Linked DNA regions of Mus musculus: region 2 is linked to region 1. The links are chromatin contacts, called in public Hi-C maps. All regions are on one chromosome and are shown on one strand. The core of a region is the stretch at or near the end of the contact, and the rest is flanking DNA. Distances in the headings are between cores, read along the strand shown.

What was found. A called contact is a pair of places that touch in the nucleus more often than the background predicts.
Region 2: a Hi-C map of pancreatic cancer cells shows a contact between it and region 1, with 2.2 times the contacts expected there. The contact joins two enhancer-like sites. A contact is called at or near these places in 2 of 484 Hi-C or Micro-C datasets (embryonic stem cells and pancreatic cancer cells), 7 of 115 datasets of contacts at active chromatin or transcription factors (embryonic fibroblasts, embryonic stem cells, extraembryonic endoderm stem cells and 1 more) and 3 of 9 other capture datasets (adipose tissue, liver and pancreatic islet).

Annotation. Positions count from the first base shown.
Region 1 is chr11:100,108,061-100,115,990 of GRCm38.p6, forward strand. It overlaps a transcript of Krt36 not described here. Among named protein-coding and RNA genes, the nearest start is that of Krt36, 6.4 kb to the left of the region's middle. Within about 2 kb of position 5,156, at least 44 of the 459 cell types and tissues checked have an H3K27ac peak or open chromatin away from gene starts, as enhancers often do. A contact at or near this core is called in pancreatic cancer cells, where this site is marked.
Region 2 is chr11:100,292,088-100,300,017 of GRCm38.p6, forward strand. All of the region lies in intron 1 of Gm14206 (a long non-coding RNA gene), which reads right to left. Among named protein-coding and RNA genes, the nearest start is that of Gm14206, 4.9 kb to the right of the region's middle. Within about 2 kb of position 3,439, at least 19 of the 459 cell types and tissues checked have an H3K27ac peak or open chromatin away from gene starts, as enhancers often do. A contact at or near this core is called in pancreatic cancer cells, where this site is marked.

The sequences.
Region 1 (7,930 bases), core at 3,906-6,405:
GCTAATCAGCCTCTGCCCCCACAGTTCTTGGTAGCCCACCAACAGCTTCCTCATGGCTGCCTACCTCCCAGCTCTCCTGCGAGGCTAAGACTCCCCTATCCTAGAGTTTCTTGATTCAGCAGTGTAGACACTGTGGGTTGAACTATCCTGAGTTCTTCAGGGCTACTCTGCATACTGTAAAGTTTCTGTGACATTTCTTGCCTCCACTACCTGATGCCACTCTCTTCTCTGGCTCCCTATCTGTCCTGTTCTTCCATGCCAAGTGCCCTGGGTTTCTGGATGGGAGGAAACTCACCCTAACTCCCTGTCCCCCTACACAGGGTCCCTGGGGTGAGGGGAAGGCACAGTTGTACAGGAGGCTTTCCCAGGCTGACTGGGCCTGTTCATTCATTCATTCACTCATTCAGTGAATATTCATTGGGACCTACATTGCACCAAGCTTATTCTAGGTGGGAGAGAGACGTTGAAAAAGCTGAAGTTTCTGCATTCACAAAGAGAGCATGTATTACTTCTTGGCCTGCTTGCCTATGACCAAATTGCCTATGGACATTAGCTATGTCCCTTGGGAAGAGGAGGGTGGTGATACCATGCCCATCTGACAACTGTGGGGTCAAGACTGGGGTCCTTATCAGGCTTCCTCTAAACCTCTCATTTCATCTTCTGGGAAAACTATAGCAGAGTCTGCTGTCTCTGCCCACCCAGGCAAACCCTCAACACACAAAAACCCAAGTTGTCTTCTTAACCACGTAGTTTGTCGTGTAAAATAGGCAAGATAGCAGCCCTTAGCAAATTCTCTACACAGTTTTTCTAATATCTATCCAATATATACTATCTCCTAAGGAATAGGAGACTTGGACTCTGGGCCTAGCTCTTCCCCCAATTCCCTGAGTGAGTCCCGTGCACTGTGTGCCTCAGCTCACCCATCTGAACAGGGAATGGGCCAGGACAATGACCTGACTTCCACCCACCTCAGATATCCTGTAGTTAGCTCTCCACAAGCGTTCCATGGAGACTAAGGGTCGGTAGGGCATGACGACGGTTTATTCTCTATGCTGCAAAGCCCTTGTGCCTGTCACTCATCCTCAGAATAAAGCAGAGTTACAGAGATTCAAACATATGACACCATGAGGGTTTTTTTCCTTTCAAAACATCTGCAAATATCAGGGTTTCCCTTTGCCCCCAGCACACTCACCACAAGAAAATGAGCAGTAGATGTGTGGGCCCACCTCTCCAGGCTGTTCCTGAGAGGGGCTCCTTCAGAGGTCAGTGTCACTGAACACCAAGTAGACAGCTCACCATGCCCAGGCTAAAATGACATCTACAGCCAAAATAGCTGGAGACCTCACCGTACAGAAAAAAAAAAAAAAAAAAATAAGAAAACATAGTGGTCTACGCCACTCCCTAACTCTGAGCCTCAGCCTTATCAACAACTGAATAGATCTCCTGCAAGTCATAGAATTGTGAAAGCTATCCCAAAGGAGGCTTGACAAATTAGAAATTAGGTCATTGGTTTCAAACATCAAAACTACTCTGAAACCCACAGAAAAGAAACTAAAGTCAAATGAACTTCCCAAGGCATCCAGCCACTTAAGGAAGTCCTGTCTTTTGCAGCTCTGCCCAATTGTTCAAAAAGATACAACACCCAAAGAGGCAGGCAGTATCTTCCTGCTTCCAGAGTACAGCAGTCCCTTTGGCCAGGATTCTCAGTCCAGTCTCTGACCCTTACCCTAGAGCTGTGGTTCTCACCCTTCCTAACGTTGCAACCCTTTAATACAGGTTCTCATGCTGCAGTGACCCCCCCCCAACCGTAATATTGTCTTTATTGCTACTTCATAACTGTAATTTTGCTATGTTTATGAATTATAATGTAAATATCTGTGGGTTTCCATGGTCTTTGGCGACCCCTGAGAAAGGACTGTTCAAGCCCCAAAGGGATCGTGACTCACAGGTTGATAACCTCTGCCCTAGAAGTTCCTTCAGGTCCAGGCACCAGTTGCAGCCTCATAAAGTGCTCTCTGACCACCATGACTCCGTTTTGGAGAACAGGGAGAAGAGGAAAACAGAAAAGATCCTACTACTTGAGCCAACTTTGGAACACCATCAACCTCAGGATCAGTAGCCAGGTAAATGTCTTTGTTGAAAAGAAGTCTCTACCTTCAACTAGGCTTCCATCTGAAAGCTGAAGTTCTGCCTAGATAAAGCCTGGTTGTCCTATGGGACTCTGAGGAGTCACTCCCATTCTGAGAGAATACAAGGACAGCGTGTTGTGATACATCCAAGGAGTAAGTGAACGCTCCCAGCAAGGGTCTCCTCTCCCCCCACCCACCCACCACCCACCCCCGCTTCTCCAGGCTTTGGTCAAATATGTGGGCTACCACATCACTGTAGAACCCCCAAGGTAACAGAGAAATCAGATCAGATAGCCAATGGCTGTCCCTATTTGAGCAGCCTGCTGGTTCAGGCTTGATCTTTCTGGTTTTCTCATCTCACCTGTTTTCACCATGAGGTCCACATACAGGTCCTAGAGAAGTCCCTACCACAGAAGACACCTGAAAAGTGGTTCTGCTTCCTAACTTCTTCAGACCTCACCTGGGACCCCACCCACCTCCCCCACACCATATAACAAGAAATCTTTCCATATAACAAGAAATCCGTTCAAACGTGAAACACCCGGGATATCTGGCCCCTCCTCCTGAGAAGCCTGGTTACTATATATTCTCCTTTAAACAACCATGTCCAAAGCTCCTGCCAAATGTGTTACCAGCTGATGTCAGATGCTAGTACTAATATGCAGGAACTGGTACACAGCGTTGAAGAAAGCATGGTGAGAAGTAGAAATACTCATAATAGAGACATTTCTAATCATTCATTTAATTTTCCAAAAGGATCCAGGAAATGTCTCACTGGGCCCTGATGGTGAAAGACTCAGGGCCATTCATGGATCTAGGAAAAACTGACTTACCAGATTCAGTGAGCAAAAATATTCTCAATATTTGGAATATGATTATAGTAAAATGTTATTGTCTATCTGCAAAACCAATCCAGCTGAGCAGCCTGGGTTCTGCACGGAAATCTTCAGTAAGGATATATCACTATTTAAGGGCTTTGGCCAAGCATGATGCTACTGTCCCTTGCCTCCCTGACACCATGAAATTGGCTGATACGGGGGACAGGTCAATTAGACTTCCCTTGGAAAACCATGACATTTGATTCCTTTATGTCCCGTCTCAGTAGCTGCTGTGTAGGCCTTCCACCCTCCATAAGCAGTACTCAGAGGTCTGGGGGCTAAGTTGTCATGCCACTATATCAGTGACATTCTACCCTGATCCTTCCACTGGGTGACTCAGCCTGGGCGGGATTCTCAAGTCTCCTCTGCTCCATTTCCAATCCCTCAGGTTCCCAAACTTCTGCCTATCTCCATAGCCACTACGCCTCACTGGACTCAGGATTGTCTGAACACATATCAGCTGGCCAAGGAGATCACCCACCCGATCCCTGACTGCCCTTCAGTGGGGGGCAGGAGGGGGTGATCTTCAGGAGAGCTGATGAAGAATGACAGTAGCCTTGGACAGTGATTCCTTTCAAAACTCTAGGGGTTCCACTCTCCAGGACCCTGATAGGGTTTTTTAATTCCCATTGGATCTACCTTACCCTGCCTAGGTCTTGAAATCCCCTCCTTACTAAGCCCAAAATGCTCTAGAATATCATCTCTCTCAAAATACAAAAACAAAATAAAAGTCCTCTCCCCTGAGAGAGATTTTGGTTATTGCCCCAGGCTTTGGAAGTCTGCTCAGAATGAGCCATGTGTCTTGCCATAGTGAGTGTCCAGGGAGCCACTGGGCCCAGGGGAAAGCCATACCTCTCCAGTCCTCTTGTGGCCATGCTCTGCCTCCATATTTCAGGGCCCAAGGGCCAGCTCTTCCTGCACAACCATGCTTGCCAGCAGCTCCCATCTGGAGAACATGAGCCTCTGCTCAGAGGTACCGAGTCCTTACCCCCTCTCACTCGGCTTTTATGGTCTAAGAATTCCACAGCATTGCTTTTTCTCCCCAGCGTGTTTGAGAACCTGTGGTTTATGGGAGATGCCCTGTCAGGCATACTGGGACAGGGACTTCAGTGTCCGAGTCCACTCCTTTCAAGTATCACTTCATTGAACCACAAAGCAAATCCCCCCCCCAAAAAACACCCCATTTGATTGGCTCAGCGGTCAGCATTTACAGATGCTGTGCAGTCCACATAACAACACCCCTCCTGGTAACAACAGCCAGTCTGTGGCCAGGCCCGGGACTCCAGGCTGTCATTAACTATCCTGCATTCTGCAGATTTGACTTTCAAGCTTCTCTGAGATGCTCAGATGAAAGCAGCCACAGGGCTGTTACGAGCGATCGTGAAAGTTGGCCAGAGAATGTGTGCCAGACACCCGCCAGCTTTCCCAAAAGCCCATCCCCAACAGGTGCCTGAAAGAGTCTCAGCAGCCAACCAGCCACCTGTATCACCCTCCCAAACTCCATGTAGGGACACAGTGCACCCAGCTCTCCCAGAGTCCCCAAAGAGCTGCTCAAAGGAACATAGCTCGTGTACCCTGCTCTACCCAAAACACCAACAGCCCGGAGGGTACCTTCCAAAAGCACATAGGTTCCCTGAGATACAAGAACCCAAAAATGGGAAGAGGAAATGGGTTGCAATAGGGGCATGGGGGATTCTGGGACAATACATCATCAGGCCCTATTGATTACAACCTTGCAATGCCATCTCTCCTGAGCCTTGCTGCAGGCTTCCCTAGCGAGGAACAGTTGGATTCCCCTTCCAGGAAGGTTAGGGAAGTCTCATACCCCCAATGGGTGGTCAAAGCTGCCACCCGAAATAGATGAGCTAAGTACCAGAGAAGTCTTGTCATGGAACTCCGCCCTCAGCCTCACCTTGCTTCTCAAATGCCTTGCTGTCACACCCAGTGCTGGGGACAGACAGACAGAACCTCCTGTTAGGACTAAATCTAAGGTCCTGTCCCTCTACTACCTTGGATCCCAACTGGTGGCCAGGGACCCTGGTCTGCTTTCTGACATGAGTCTGCCCTCTGCAGGGCCAAGGCAGGACAGACAGCCCCACAGGATGGGCAGACATGTACTGGTCCATTAAGGAAGGGTGGAGCCTTGGGGATAGGGAGGTACCTTTTGCTCAAGGTGAGAAGCCAGACGCTTCTTGAGAATCGCAGCATTGAATCACCATGGTAGCTCACCTGCCATGTGTCAGGCTTTCCTGCCAACCCACCCGTGCCCACCTGGGAAACTGACCTAGTGGCTCCTGGACATCCCAGGAATGTACCCTGGTTGGCTCTTTTGTCCCATGAGCACTGAGATCTGGGAGTCTTGTTCCTCTCCACATTCCTGGAGGTGAACACGTGACCCCTGACAAAGTACCAACCAGCTCCTCAGGAAGTATTTTGGAACAGTGGCTCCCACCCTGTGAACTAGTCTGCTCCCTTTGGAGGATCTAACTTGATTTTCCCGTGTATAAAGCGCACATGACGGTGACCTCTCTTGGGATGAAGTAACATAAAGCTGAGGGCTGGGGAGAGCACACACTGTGCAGTGTGCTGGCCTTTTCGGTCTGGTTGTAACCCTTTATCTTAGGGTCTCCTGCCTGACGCACACTCATTCACGGTCTGACACAGATGTGAGTCAGGCACCACTGGGTCATGGTTGTTTGCTCACTATTGCAGCTCTGGGAAACAGCCACTGAGCCTGCGGTGACCTGAGCGCCTAGGACAACCCCCTAGGGAGGGGCAGTGTTGACCCAGCAGTTCTTTCCTCCCTCAAGTGTCACCCCACCAGGTGACTAAACTGACAGATGGAGTCCAAGGCAGAAAGACAGGATCTCCACCCCACCCCTTCTACTTCCTAGACTAGAGGCCTGGGTCAGCCTTCTTCCCAGCTCAGAAAGGCTGTTGGCTGGCCTGACAGAAACACTGCCCCTGACTTGTCCCTCCCAACTTCCCTGAAATACCTGACGGGGCCACAGAGTTAGGGCTTCTCACAGTTCTTCCTGGGATCTAGGTGAAAAGCTCCCAGGCCATAGAGAGTCCCCTCCAGACTTAGGGGTCCAGCTTCTGTCATTGATCCACATAAATGAGTCTCCCTCATATTCTACTGAGCATGTCAATACCAAGACTGGAAGGAAGTTTTGGTCTTGGGGATCAAAACAAGCCGGGGTGCTCAGCTTTGAAAACTCCTATCCTTGACTGGGGTAAGGGCCCCATTCTTTCCTGCCCTTGGTATTGTATGTTTGCTACAGTTTCCATCTTCCATTGTCCCTCCACTCTCCATCTAATTCATCTTTCAGGTCCTGTATATACAGTAGGTATGAGGATGTGGGTGACCCCAAAACTGTTTCTACCTCAAAGAAAGTCACAGAACCAGAAAGGCCATGACCAGAAGCATTACTTGGTGAGCTCTTAGTAACCGCGTGTCAGATTGTTCTGAGTCCTCAGCTTTAATAACCTACGGGGGAGGTAGCCATTAGCAGGAGAGGAAGTGCTCTTACCTAGTTCCTGTCTGTCTGAGAATGCTTTTAAAGATGGAGGTTCTTTCTCCAGAATCAATCCAGTGTCAGAATGCAGTCACACTCCACAGGAAGCTACAGCCTCAACCCAAAACCAAAAACGCTTGGGAGCAAAGGGCATGGCCTGGTTTTCTGTAATGCTTTTAGCTCCTGGCAGAGTTCCAGACGGGGAACTTGACCTGAGCCCCTACCTCCTTCTACAGTGGAGAACAGAAAGGGCTCTGGAATAAATAGAGACTAGATGCTGTCTCTGCTTCAGCTAGCTCAGGCATGCCCAAGTGAGTCCTGTGTGCCTAAGCCAGGTGCGTGTGGCCTGCAAGTGAGAAGAGTATAAGTTATACCAGGGTGAGGTGGGGAACTCAGAGGAGAGTCAAGAAGGAGAGGGGAAGACCAGAGAAAGGGGACAGGTGTCAAGGGTGTCAGAGACCCTCTGACCCTCTGGCCCTCTGGCCCTCTGGCCCTCTGGCCCTCTGGCCCTCTGGCCAAAAATTCTGTGACCAAATCCAAATGTTATCTCAGAGGCAGGTCCCCAGTTCATTCATTCCTCTCTTCCTTCAACAAGCATTTAGCTAAACCCTCCCCGAGATGAAAAGACACAGCCCTGATGTAGTAATATTTAATCCCAACCCAGGGTTTCCACCCTGCCTTTGACATATATAAAGACCCACACAACCTTTTTATTTATAACAAGCCTTAAACAGTGCAAGAGTTGGGCAGATACCCACCCTCTAAGTTATTAGACTCTACTTTCCTATAGGTAGGTCCAAGTTATCACTTATTATGTTTTATCTAGGCTGCTCTAAACTCCAATTGGCCAGCCCTCAGGACCTTGTTTTCATGACTCACCTAACCCATGGCTGCTTCTTTTTCCTCCTCTATTCTCACTCTCTTGTGGTTTTCCTTCAACCCCCAAATTCTGGAACCCTAAATCCTACCAATGTCTCTTTGCCCAGCTATTGGCCTTTCTTTATCTATCAGAAATAACTTGGGGGCATCTTCACATAGTGTCGATGTGCAGGACTCTCTCATCTCTGGGACAATCAGGTCTGGAGGAAATGCTATTAGCATTAGAATACAAGCAGCATCTGGCCAACTCACTATGCGTAGGACCATGCTGTCAACATGAATGTAGAGGAGTACATTCTTGGGAACACCCAGGAACATGCCACACCAGCCATGTGTCATGGAGAAGGGTTACCATTTCAATCTGCATTTTAAGGAGAGCCTATAGAACAGAGATGTGAAAAATAAATTAAAAAAAAAAAAAAAAAGAACAGAGCCCTGCTCTGGAGAGAACGAGGAGGGGGTCTGACTGAGTTCTCCTGTAGAATACGGCTCTGCAGCTGTCCAAACACACGCCTGCTTCACAAGA
Region 2 (7,930 bases), core at 2,189-4,688, 180 kb after region 1:
TGTATGTGTCTGCATATGGCACATGTGTGTGAGTGCCCACAGAGGACAGAAGAGGGCATCAGATCTCCTAAAGTTCAAGTTACAGGCTGTTGAGAGAAATCTCATGGGTTTTCCAAGAACTGAACTCAGGTCCTCTGGAAAAGCAGTTCCTAACCACTGAACCATCTCTCCAGCCTCTGTAGTTTGTTATTTTTGTGCAGAAAAGTACTTATGGAACCACTGTCCAACTTAATGGACTTTCAGAATGAACCCACTCATATCATTAGCATGAAGAGGACAAAGAATGTACGTGGTACCAAGAGCTCTCTGTGCCTCTCTCTAGGCCCTAGCCCCCAAAGTGGGGGCATGACTTTTTTAATATTTATTTATTTTATGTATGCAAGTACAATGTCGGTCCTCTTCAGACACATGCCCAGGAGTGGGCATCAGATCCCATTACAGATGGTTGTGAGCCACCACGTAGTTGCCAGGAATTGAACTCAGGACCTCTGGAAGAGCAGTTGGTGCTCTTAACCTCTGAGCCATCTCTCCAGCCCCATAACCATGACTTCTAACAGCCTAGGCTCATGGCTCCTGCTTTTGTGTTTTGTGGAACCAGATTCACACACAGCAGGCTCTCATATCTTCAAGGTCAACATTTTGTCTCACTGTTGTAGACATCCTACCACAAGAACAGCTGTGTGTAGCATAGTAATGGGGGTACAGGGAAAAGGGGGAGCCCTGTGGAACCCCAGCAAGAGGGACCAGCCCAGTGCCAGCCAAGCTGCCCCAGCCAGCCCTGGGCTGGGAGAGTCACCCAGATAGGAAAGCGCTGATCTCCCAGGATAGAGAGCTGTGGCCCAGGCACATTCCCAGTGCCCCAGTCCTTGGCCCTGCCAGTCCCCTGCCCCCAGATCCAACCTGCTCCTCTGAGAACCTAGAGAAGAGGAAAGGAGTCTAGAAGGTAGAGTGTATGTAAAATTATGCAAATGTATGCAAATGTATGTAAACGTGCGGGGCTCCTTGAGTGGATTGGGCAGAAGCCATCCCAGTGAATGGAGGACTAGACTCCACAAGTTTAAACCACCCGCCTCTGGCCCCTTCTTCCCACAAGCTCCTTTTTCCCTCCCCAGAAAACTCCAGTCGCCCATTGGCCTTCCTTCTATGAATCCATCTTTGGCTCTCCCCGGGGCAGAAAGATGGAGGCCCTAGAGAAGATACTTGAGACTCAGCTCCTGCCTTCCAGAAGCCCTCAGAGCATCAGAGAAGAGAAAGTGCAGCCACCACTCCCAGGGAAGAGGCAAGGCAAGCCAGTGCTGCTCAGCCTCTACCTGTGGCTGAACCTGAGACTCTGCATTTCTGGCCAGCAACGCAGGAGATGCGAGGCTGCAGTCTCAGTCGCATCTGGAGTGGCTGGGAGTGGAGCAGGTGAGGGGGAAGACACCAGAAAACGGAGACAGGCAGAGCAGGATGGGGCTGAAGCCAAGTGGCCGGGGACCGGGGACCGGGATCTAGCCACAGCTCGGCTCTTACTTCATTTGTTAGTTTCCATCCCAGAGACCACAGTGTACAGCCTCACCAAGTGCCCACCTGCCCTGCTTCACCGAGGTCCCTAAGCAACACTGACACAGAATTGTCCAGGGCTCTCCTGGGACTGGGACACCGCGCCCATTTTACCTCTGAGAGATTTTGCTTGAGTTTCATTTATATTTTTTAAATCAAGACCTGACCGTGTTCTCTGTCTGGGCTCTAGTAATAATTCCCGAGGTGTGAACATTCGTCAAAACTCATGAACTCGGGCTGGTGATGTAGCTCAGTTGGTAACCAACTGCCAGCCATTCCTGAAGCCCTGGGTTGGCTCCCCAGCACCACCTAAAACCATGCGTGAGGACACATCTCCTCCTCCCAGAACTTGGGAAGTGGAGGCAGAAGAATGAGAAATTCAAGGTCATCCTTGGCTGCATAGTAAGTTCAAAGCCAGCCTGTGCTATCTAGTATCTCAAAACAATCTAAAAATAGAAGACTTCATGAACTCTATAGTCAACCGAAAGTGCCTTTGGCTTTATGCATTTTTAAGAAGAGATGAGAGTGGGCCTCTCTCAGTGGTGAAAACAGGGCTTCCCTGAGGGAAGGAATGGCCTCCCTATGAGGGGAAAGGGGCTAAGGCAGAGCATAGGGTATGGAGATGCAGCCAGCAGCCATAACTCTAACATTCATAGTTCAATTCCCACAAATGGAGCCGAAGCTGCAAAATCTGATTTTGAGAACTGCAACCTGACCTCTGCAGGCTCAGAAGGCCTCCCTGGAGGGTCTGGGACACTCGGCACTGCCAAGTTGAGTACCTACAGTGTGGCCAGCCCTGGTCTCCGTCTTCATAGGGCCAAACTCACCCTACAGCTAAAAATCATTTTTGCAGAGCTAGAGAGATAGCTCAGCAGTCAAGAAGAGCACCGTCTCCTCTTCCAGAGGACCCGGGTTCTATTCCCAGTACCCACAGAGCAGCTTACAACTCTCTGTAACGCCACTTCCAGGGGATCTGACACACTCTTCTGGTCTCCATGGGCACTGACTACACGCAGGCAAAAACATCCACACACATAAAAATAAATGAATAAAAATAAAGTGGGTTTTTTTTGTTTTTTGGTTTTTTGTTTGGTTGGGTTTTTTGTTTTGTTTTGTTTTTTGTTTTTTGTTTTTTTTTTTTTTACATTTTAGATAGTTTAGCTTTTAAAAGGGGGTGGGAATCTTTTTCTGTACTGTTCAGGCTGGCCTCAAATTTAGGAGATCTTTCTGCTTCAGTTAAGCCTCTCAAGTCCTGCCAGCTACAGGAAATTACCAATAAGCCCAACTTTTGTTTGAGCGTTTTCTTTTGTTGTCGTTTATTGAGAACAAGGCATCGATCGTGTTGCCCCCAGCGTCCTGATCTTCCTTCCTCCTTGCTCTCCACCGGCTGGATGCAGATTACTGCCTTGAACACTCCAACATCAGACAGTCATTCTCTTAAAACATCCAAGGAACAATGGTTTCCGATTTGGGGACATTTGTTTCTGTTTTTGTTACGCGGGGGCCTTTAGCATGCTGGGCAGGGGGTCCACCACTGAGCTACATCCTGAGCTCAGGTTATTTTTATGACTTGGGAAAGTTGTATGGAATTCAAATGTAGGTGCCCATTACCAAAGCCTTATTGGGCCACAGCCTCACAGTTCATCGCCGCGACGTCTTTCACGCCTGGGAGGCAGAGCACCCTTCACAGTCGGCCTGTGGGACCTATAAAGCAGGACTCACCACCCTCTGCACAAATGAGGCGAGCAGGGGTCACCCAGGCTTCTAACCTGGCTGCCTGGCGAAAGAAATTCAACCTTCCCTCGGCCTGAGCCTCCCTTGCTCCCACAGCAGGTCACCTAGGTTCTCTGCATCTGAAAGGCAGTAGTGCCCCCTGCCGGCAGACGGAGCATCTAGTCTGATCGCCGACTCGGCCTCTGCTGTCACCTGGTGGTCACTTCAGAAAGCGCATCTAGGAACTCAGTCCTTGGTGAAACATCCCTTTAAGGGTCCACAGAAGTGTGCACAGACAGGCCACCCTGATGGAGGCAACTCCTCAATTGAGGCTCTTTATTCCCAGGTGTGTCAAGGTGGCAGCTACGATCATCCACCCTACACCACTTGAGCGCCACGCAAGATGCTCTACTAGATGTAGGAGAAACCCTAGAAAAGGGCAGTGTGTTCCCCACCCCCAGTACCTGCCTGGTGGAGGGAAATACCCAGACAGGACTCCAAGGGGAAATAAGGCATATTTAGGTGGATGGAGAGCATCATCAGGCAGCACCGTGGCCACTCACCTTGCTGGTCACGAGAGGTTTCCAGGCCATTGAGTATATCAGCCAGGCAAAGACACAGGGGAAATGGTGCCTACAGAAGCCAAGGGGACCAAGTGGCAGGGACACAGGGTGGCACAGAGAAGGAGTAGCTTAGGAGCTTAGGTAGAGATAGAGGGGGCTGAGGTAAACTGAGGTCCCAGAGCTGGGAAATGCACCAGGTGGAAGGGTTCTGTCCCAGCTCCATGGTAACGGGGAGCTACTGTTCTAGGAAGAAGCAGGAGGTGTGGATACTTCAGGGTCACCCACTCGGCGACTGCAGCTCTGACAGCAGCCTCCCAGACCACAGGCTCCTCTAGCACTCGAGGTGCACACAGGCAGAACTCTACCCCTGCCCCTAGGGCAGCCCCAACCCTGCCTAGCCAACCGATCTATAGCAGATGTGGCCTTCCAAGCAGCTGGGAGAGCACTTAGGAGCCAGACTCTGGGTGTGAATCTTGCTAGCCATGAGGCCTTGGGTTTGCCACTTAACATCTCTCAACCTCCATTTTCTCCCCTGTAGAGGAGATGTAGAAAGTCAGGTGTGGGGCAATCACCTGAAATCCCAACACTGAGGAAGCCAAGACAGGTAGACTCCTCAGATTGATCGCCAGCCAGCCTACTCCATGAGTCACGGGCTAATGAGTAACCTTACCTCAGAAAATAAGGTGGGCAGCACCTGAGGAAAAACAGATGGGGCTGACCTCTGACCTCCGCACACATGGAAACACACAGTCAAGCAAGAGGTCTATGGATCTCAGTGCTGCTCACGGGAGAGAGACTGGGCCAGAAGTACTCAGCATTAGCAGGTACTAGGAGAGGTCGGTACTGATGGGCATTTTCCTGAGCAGCTCCTAGGAGTCTGTGCCGGCATTTTAAAATGTGCCAGCAAGGACTGGAGAGATGGCTCAGGGGTTAAGAGCACCGACTGCTCTTCCAGAGGTCCTGAGTTCAAATCCCGGCAACCACATGGTGATTCACAACCATCTGTAATGAGATCAGATGCCCTCTTCTGGTGTGTCTGAAGACAGCTACAGTGTATTCATAATATACATTCAATCAATCAATATGTGCCAGCAAGAACTGAGAATTCAGTCTGGCACAGTTTCCCCATCTGATAAGTGGCCTGAGATGGTTTCCACTGATCCAGTGCCCTCAAATCCTGCTCTCTGACCTGCGAAGGACGTATAAGATGACACACCCCACCCCCGCCCACTCCCCTTCCCTGACCAGAGCAGAGAGCTTTGCTCTTCATAATGGAAAGAAATGGCCCTCATTTCCCCCTCCCCACTGCCCCACACTTCCCCTGACTCAACTGAGGCTCAGAGCATCCTTTGCCATCCTTCTGTGCCCCCCCCCCTCTCTCTCTTGCTTTAGTCTCTTCCCTCCACTCACCTGAACTCTAACATATTACTTCACTTTCCGCTGCACTTCTATCTAGTCTCTGCTGGGAGGGACGGAGTGTTCCTCCTTCCCCACACAGCCCAATGACCTACACAGAGGGGGCATGATGCCTTCTGACACTTGGAGCTATGTACCCACACCTTTACACACACACACACACACACACACACACACACACACACACACACAGAGTCTGCGGTAGGCTAGTCCTAGATTCTGAGCAGTCTCCACACGCCCCAGGACAGTGTCTGAGGAGAAGAGTCCTATGAATCTCTTGTTCACTTCAGTTCCCATACAGCCCCACCACCCCAGGCTCCCCATGCCTTCCTGGTTGCCTTGCCCCTTCCCTTGAACTCCCTCAGATCCTGTCACCTGGATCTACAACCATGAAAAGGGACGTGCGCCTGTTAACAGCTTTGTTCCCAATGCAATGCCTGACAACTGACAGGTGCTTAAACACTAAATGAATGAATGATTACAGGTAAACCCACAATCGCCACCCAGAACTCTGACCATCAGTTGCAAACTGTGCCAACACCCACAGACACTACCCACTGCATCCCAGTCGAACCTCCCAGGATCCACTCAGACTAAGACAACCAACCCCACTGGGGAACCCAATGCCAGATCCAGAGAACACAGCACCCCCTGCTGGCCCTGTGGCATAACTGCCTCCCAACTTCAGGTAGGAGGTTATCAATGCTGGAGCCGTCAGGGCCTCAGAAGTAACAGCTGCGAGATGCTGGCAGCTGCAGGGCCATTTGTCACTCCAGCAATGTCAAACAACCATCATCCAAAGGAGCGACCCACTCCCTGCATGGGTGGGAAGCTGCCCCAGAGGCACAAAGAGCTTATCCCAGGTCACTCCACAAGAAATTGTCCTACATTTTCATTATAGTATGTGCGTGTGTGCACGCGCGTGTGTGTATGAGTGCGTGCGTGTGCACGTGTGTGTACGTGTTCTTTTTCACCATGTTCGTCGGCGGGATCGAACTCCATGGTAGGCCTTTTCCTGGTCGGTCTACAGACACACAACCCCATGCTTGACGCCCCTGGGCCAGCCCCAAAGTCCCCCAGCCTTAAAGAGAGGACTGTGCCACACATCTCTGGAGCCCCAGTAATTATCAGCTGAAGGCTAGACTCAGGCAGCAGGTCTCGTCTCTAAACCCGGTCTGTGCTGCCATCGTGTGGCCGCCGCTGGAAGTGCGCCTGTTCTATGACTGCTTAGACCCTGAAATTCTAAATTCTTCTTGGGTTGATCTAAACAGGTTATAGCTGGAGCTCCAGGGGATACAGAAAGGAAAAGACATGGGGGGGGGACGCCTCCAAACTGAACTTGGAGTCGGTTTTCCCTCAGAACAAAAGGTAATTCAGGAGATACCACATCTAAGTCACTAGAGAAGACCACTTGAGAATCAAGTGTGACTCCTTGAGTTTCAGGCCCAGGACGTGTGACCACAGTCCTTAGGTGAAGAACAGATCATGTGAGACAGGATATGGGATGACAGGACACATTGCCACGTCTGAGTCACAGGGTTGGGGGAGGGGATGATGTCATCGGCTGACTAGAGAGCCTTGGAGACCAGGGACATACCTGGGAAGAAATCTGAGACAACTAGAAATAAGAAGTGAATAAAATCTAAGAGGCCTGGGATTGCTGCTTACACACAGATACTGGGGTATTCACCTAAACAGTGTTCTTTATGTCACACGTGTTTGGCATTTCTCAAGACCTTACTACAAGCCATACCAAATGGTGTGGAAACATTTGGAGTTTACTATAGCAGAGTTGCTAGAGCGCTTGCCTACCATGCACTGGGCCCAAGGATCAGCCTGGGTTCAGTCATTAAGGCTACATAAACTGGGGGTGGGAGAGATGGCTCAGTGGTTAAGAGCACTAACTGCTCTTCCAGAGGTCCTGAGTTCAATTCCCAACAGCCACATGGTGGCTCACAACCATCTGTAATGGGATCTGGCGCCCTCTTCTGGTGTGTCTGAAGACAGTGATGGTGTACTTATATACATAAAATAAATTAATAAATAATTTTTTTAACTACATAAACTGGGTGCAGGCCTGCCTGTAACCCCAGGACTCAGAAAGTAGAGACCAGAAGCTTAAGGTCAAGACTGGGGGGATGGCTCCCCAGATAAGTGCTTAGCTCTTTCAGGGAACCTCAGGTGGGTTCCTAGCACCCAATTCAAAGGATTCACAATCACCTGTGATGGCAGATCCAGGGGAGCTGGCATGTTCCGGCCTCTGCAGGCGGCTACACACACACACACACACACACACACACACACACACACACGGCACAGGTAAACTCAGGCACAAACACATCCGCATAAATACAAGTAAAGACTTTTTTAAGTTCAAAGCCATTGTCGTTTTGTTTTGTTTTGTTTTGTTTTGTTTTTTAGACAGGGTTTCTCTGTGTAACCAAGGCTGTCCTGGAACTCACTTTGTAGACCAGGCTGGCCTCGAACTCAGAAATCCGCCTGCCTCTGCCTCCCAAGTGCTGGGATTAAAGGCGTGCGCCACCACCGCCCAGCTCAAAGCCATTGTCTTAGGGTTTCTGTTGCTGCCATGAAACGCCAGCACCAAGGCAGCCTAGGGAGAAAAAAAATTTATTTGACGTTATGCTTCCACGTTCATTATCAAAGGCCAGGAACTCAAACTGGGCAGGAACCGGAGG